Linked DNA regions of Ovis aries: region 1 is linked to region 2. Evidence: chromatin contacts called from public Hi-C data. All regions are on one chromosome and are shown on one strand. The core of a region is the stretch at or near the end of the contact, and the rest is flanking DNA. Distances in the headings are between cores, read along the strand shown.

What was found. A called contact is a pair of places that touch in the nucleus more often than the background predicts.
Region 1: a Hi-C map of mesenteric adipose tissue shows a contact between it and region 2, with 4 times the contacts expected there. The contact joins the enhancer-like site here to the promoter of LTO1 in region 2. A contact is called at or near these places in 7 of 16 Hi-C or Micro-C datasets (blood, hypothalamus, liver and 4 more).

Annotation. Positions count from the first base shown.
Region 1 is chr21:43,508,839-43,511,624 of ARS-UI_Ramb_v3.0, reverse strand. No RefSeq gene overlaps it. Among named protein-coding and RNA genes, the nearest start is that of ANO1, 55 kb to the left of the region's middle. Within about 2 kb of position 1,299, at least 3 of the 54 cell types and tissues checked have an H3K27ac peak or open chromatin away from gene starts, as enhancers often do. A contact at or near this core is called in liver, where this site is marked.
Region 2 is chr21:43,308,856-43,311,690 of ARS-UI_Ramb_v3.0, reverse strand. LTO1 (LTO1 maturation factor of ABCE1) reads left to right here and starts at 1,494. Exons shown (of 5, transcript XM_004019731.6): 1 at 1,494-1,662. The coding sequence starts at 1,613. It overlaps LOC132658381 (a long non-coding RNA gene), which reads left to right and starts at 2,008. Exons shown (of 2, transcript XR_009597960.1): 1 at 2,008-2,212; 2 at 2,454-2,747.

The DNA.
Region 1 (2,786 bases), core at 50-2,549, 200 kb before region 2:
ACAGCATTGCTGGAAGCCAGGCTCTCCACAGGGGACCCCTCATCCCCAAGGCAGCATTGAGGAGGAAAGCCTCCCAGAGGTGAAGGGTTCCCCCACAGATCCTCTGGATGAAGCCTAGCTGCTGTTTTCAGATGTGTATTTCATCATCCTTAAATAAAAGTAAGTCATGCCTATATAGTTAGGAAAAAATCATCCAACGATCACAAAATGTAAAGCAACAATTCTCTCTTTTCCTCATGCCCTGACCTGAGACCTGTCTTCAAGAGTTAAGTTCTGTTCGCTTCTTCTTGGCCATCAGAAGTGTTGAGCCACCCAGGGCCCTGCAGCTCCTTGGAGTCTCCTGACTCACTGAGAGCTCTCTGCATCTGCTCAGGTAGAGCTGGCTCATTCTTATTGATGGCTACATGGTATTACATCCCTGCATCGTCATAATTTACAGAAATATTGTTTCTGTGAACCATGCAGTGTCAGCAGCCTGGAACCTCAGCCTGGCTGTACTGGAAGAAAGATGAATTCCTAGACCTGTGGGAAGCATGTGGGTCCTTGTCCAGGTAGGTGGACTCAGCCAGATTGCCCCAGTGGGGCAGGAAGAGTCTGGCTGCTCCCCAACCCTAGCATCGAGGTACACCAGGGGCTGTTGTTCTGGGAGGAACAGCACACACAGTGTGATGCTTTTGGGAGAAAATGAGGGGGAAATCCACCCCAAACAGTGCTGTAGGTTGGCAATAGGTATTTTTAAAAGAGTGGAGAGATTCTCAGAATATGTAATGGCGATCTATCTGGGAAGAGAGAGGGAATTTGAATGAAAGTGAGGGAGGTGCTTTAGTGAAAGTGCTTTAGTTTCATTGGTAATATAGTCTTTGGCTCTTTCTTCTTTATAAGAAATAAATATGTTCATTTTATGCTTGATGGAAAGTAAATACATTTTTCAAAAGACTAGAGGTAAATAAGTCTGTGCAGTTCAGTTCAGTTCAGTCGCTCAATCGTGTCCGACTCTGCATAAGTTTGTTAGAAGTGGTTAAATCTGGGTGGGAAACACAAATGATTGCTATGTTTTACTTGGTTCCTTTCTGAAGAAGTCAAATTTTCAAGTAGTACATAAAAAACTCCCTGCCCACCTTCTCTGGCACTGAGGTAACCCTGGCATGTGAGGGAGCCCCCAAGCTGGGTTCCCCAGGCATGCGACCAGCAGGTGACTCATTAACCAGGCTGCCAAAACAGGGAGCCCCGGAGAAGGAGTTTCCTTGTAGCTTGGCCCAGGAATATCTCACTCCTATGACTCAGCAGCAGGTTCTAGGCACCTCAGTCCTGGCCAGGGAACGTGTCCAGCTGGTTACTGACCCTGGCCAGCACCCGGGAGTTCACTCTACTCTCCCAGGCCCCTCAGAGCCAGTTATGAGTTGAATCCAGATCCCCACAGCCACCGTGGTGTTCTTGTGGTTTTTAATGTCTGGCTGCGGGTGGCAGGTGGTAGGGGGTTGGCCGAGGCCCAGGCAGCATGGCAGAGGTTGGCTGGTTTCCAGACTGGGGTGGAAGGATATTTCTATAGAAATGAGATGGGAGTCACATAGGCAATATTAAATTCTCTACCAGCTACATTAAAAAAAAAAAAAGAAAATGAGGGACGTCACAGGAGATCTAGTGGCTAAGGCTCCACGGTCCCAGTGCAAGGGGCCAGAGTTTGGTCCCTGGTTCAGGAACTAGATCCCACAAGCTGCAACGAGTTCACAGGCTGCGTCAGAGATCCCACGTGCTGCCATGAAGAGCCAGAGCAGCCAGATAAAAATACATGTGTTGGAAAGAATAATAATAAATAAAATTTTTAAAAGTAAAGCTAAACAGATGGAGTTAATTTTAATAACATATTCTATTTAATCCACTATACCCAAAATGTTGTCATTAGACATGTAATCTACACTACAAGATTATTAACAAGGCATCTTGCATTCCTATTTTCAGCGTGAGGCTTCAGGATCTGACGTGTAACTTACACTCAGGCACATCTCAGGCAACTTGCCACAGTTCAGAGCTCCATAGCCCCTGGTGGATGAGTCGCCACCATCGTGGACGGCACAGGTGGAGCCAGTCCCTGCCTGAGGGGGTCATTACCACCGTTCAGCAAAGAACAGTGGAACATGTTTATAACAGAAGGATAGATCTAGGCCCCCTCTCCCACCTCTCTCGTCAGCTAGAAGCCAAGTGCATTTCTCCTTTGTTAGGTGTGAAACCAGTATTGGTTCTTGTATGTATGATACACATGTATGATATATATGTAATTAGAGTCCCCAAAAGCAAAGAAAGAGGGGAAATAAAGGAGAAATATTTGAATAAACAATGAGTGAATTTTCCCCAAAGCTAATAAAAAGTATAAACCCACAGATCCAAGAAGCTCAATGAATCCCAAGCATAAAAAACATGGAGAAAATTATTCCAAAGCACATTATTATCAAATAGGTCAAAACTAGTGATACAGAGACTTCCCTGGTAGCTCAGCTGGTAAAGAATCCGCCTGCAATGAAGGAGACCCTGGTTCAATTCCTGGGTCAGGAAGATCCCCTGGAGAAAGAAAAGGCTACCCACTCCAGTATTCTGGCCCAGAGAATTCCATGGACTGTATAGTCCATGGGGTTGCACAGAGTCAGACGCGGCTGAGCGGCCTTCACTGTCATTCTCAGTGATACAGAGAACATCTTAAAAGCAGAGAGAAAAAGATGTCATATGCAGGAGAGCAAAGAGAAGGGCGACAGCAGGTTTATTGTCAGAAACAATTTGAGCAAAGAGACAGT
Region 2 (2,835 bases), core at 245-2,744:
CTTTTTTCCCCAAAGATAGTTAAGACTTCTTGCTCAATTTTATTGCATTGATTAGGTCTACTGGATGTGTTCAAAGCATTCTCGCTTTACTCCTGATTTTAACAGGAAAACTTTTGGTAATTCATATCTATGTTCCACTGTGGCTGACAGTTTGACATACCTTTTAAAAATCGTGTCCAGGAAGTACCTGCCATGGAAATGACAAATGGGAGGACTAACACTAGAAGCTTTTTTTTTTTTTTTTAAGGGGGGATGCCTTCAGCTGGACAGAGGGCTCTGGGGGTTGTTAATTACAAATCCTTTTGTGCTGATTCTTGACTCTCTGCCTGAATTATGAATAGGTCTACTTTTACTTGTGGCTCAGCTGGTAAAGAATCCACCTGCAAAGTGGGAGATGGGGGTTCGATCCCTGAGTTGATCGTCTCCAGTATTCTGGCCTGAAGAACGCCATGGTCTGTGTCGTCAGTGGGGTTGCACAGAGTCGGACGTGACTGAGCCACTTTCACTCACTACTTTTACTGGGGCTTCCCTCCTGGCTCAGATGGTCAAGAACCTGCCGGCAATGCAGGAGATCTGGGTTCGGTCCCTAGATTGGGAAGATTCCCCTGGAGAAGGGAATACCAACCCACTCCAATATGCTTGCCCTGGAGAATCCCATGGACAGAGGAGCCTGGCAGTCTATGGTCCATGGGGTGGCAAAGAATCAAACACGACTGAGCGACCAACACTTCCCCTTTCTGCTTTTGCTTTAAAAACAACCGCAAGAATAAAAACACAAACACTTTTATTGACAGTTTTCAAAGAACTCTAAAGTTTTAAGAACGGATGCCAACAGTTACTCATTGAGTGTTAAGAGGACCTCGGCTGTTCCTGTCACCCACTGCTGTTTCAGATTCCCGGGGCGTCGGGTCAGCCCTGCGTTGTTTCTCGAACAAAAGCCCAAATGCCCTGGAATACTGTTATCGCGGATTCAGTGGCCTTTTAGGTGGGGCGTCTCAAGTCTGACTTGGTCCTGGAAGGTGGCCCCTGGCTGTGGGTCGGGGTCGGCGGGGGACCCGGCCACTCTTGTCTGGGTACTGTCCCCACTCCGCGAATTGCGTTTCCTGGGACATTTTTCCCCCAAACCCCAAGGGCCCAGAGCTCCGGGAGGCGTTTGGTTCTTTGATAAATTTTCCAAGTTTCTTTCCCTGGTCCTTTCTGAGCCGCTGTTGGCAGTTCGGTGGCCTCTGCCTGGTTTTGGGAAAGTGAGATCATGGGTCAGCCCCGCGTGGCCAAGTGGATGCTCCAGGTGGGGACCGACCAACAGGCTGGCGGCCCGAGCCGGGGGGCGGGGCAAGGGGCCTCGGGGAGGGGCCGCGTCCCGGCCTAGCCCCGCCCAGCGCCGCCGCCGCCGCGCAAGCGCCCTGGGCCTGCCCCGGCGAGTGCTGAGCGCCCCGGCGAGTGCTGAGCCCTCCGGCGTGCCGTCGTTACCCGGCCTGCCCCGCGCGGTCGCCGCCGGAAGTGAACTTGGCGTCGCGAGTGGCCGGGGTTTCCGTGAGTTGTGGCCTCGCGTGTCCGCGGCTCCATCGCGGGGCGGCGGAGCCCGACGGGCGGAGGCTGGTCGGTGGCCGCCATGGCCGGGGATCAGGACATGTTCGACGCTGTCGTGATGGCAGATGAGAGGTGGGTGGGTCGGGGCCCCCAGCCCTCGCGTGTCGGCTCTCAGCCTTGGGCTGCGGCCCTGGGGGAGCGCACTGGGGCCCTGGGGGCATCCGGCGCGGGAGGGCCCAGGATGCTGTTACTTCCCCTTCTCGGGCGAGCGCCAGGCGCCCAGCTGCTCCTCAGGACCCGCCTCCCTCCTCTGGGGCTGCCCCCATGCATCTGCTCGGCCTGGTGACTGCCTCCCTCCAGGGACGCCCCGTCCTCGGGTGGCGCGGACCTCTGCCATCTGGGCGCTGCCCACCTCTTTCTCGTTCCTCAGTAATAGGACAGACGGCCGCATTCACGGACAGGCTCATCAAGGTGTCAGGCGTCATCCTTTTCCCTCCTGAGCCCCTGGGCAGCGCCTAGGGGCTGTGGCAAGGCAGGGGTGGCGGCGGGTGGGGGTGGTGAAGCTCTTGGCTGCTTTGATGGCTTTCTTCCAGTGCCCAGCCCGCTTGAGACATCGATAGACGTCCCTGAGAAAGAGGGAGCAGGAAGCGATCAGTCGCTGACAGTTCATTTGGAACTTGCTGTGAGCTGCAGGCTGAACTAAGCCTTGTACCCCCGTTATCTGTTTTATCCCAACTTGTGGACTAGATCCCGTCTTTGAGATGGGGAGGCAAGGTCGCTCCGGGGGCGGGAGCCAGTATAAGTGGGAATGACGCAGTTGGTCTCGCCGGGTGCTCCAGCCAGCCCCTTTCACTTCGGTGGCCCGTGGGTTGTGACAGTTCCGCTGCCGGCCCCTGTAAGTCAGAGCCTTTATTCTACCACAGGCCCTGCCGTCATGGTACACTTTGCAGCCAGTGTTGTTGCCTGGAGAATCCCAGGGACGGGGGAGCCTGGTGGGCTGCCGTCTGTGGGGTCACACAGAGTCGGACACGACTGAAGCGACTTAGCAGCAGCAGCAGCAGATGGCGCTTCTCCTTGCCTGGCTCCTGAGGTGTAATGGAAAAGCCTGGTGCAGACGGCAGAGTTTCGTTTGTCTGTTTTGAAGCTCTTGCCCAAACAGTCTAGCTTACAGACTCACAGAACTGGGGCTGCTGACTAAGTCACTGGGGAAATTTCAAAAAGCGGATTCCTGAACTTTAGTGAGATAAGGGCAAGGCTCCTGAATTTGTATCTTTGGGATTTTCCTGTGTGTTTCCAGTATTCTCC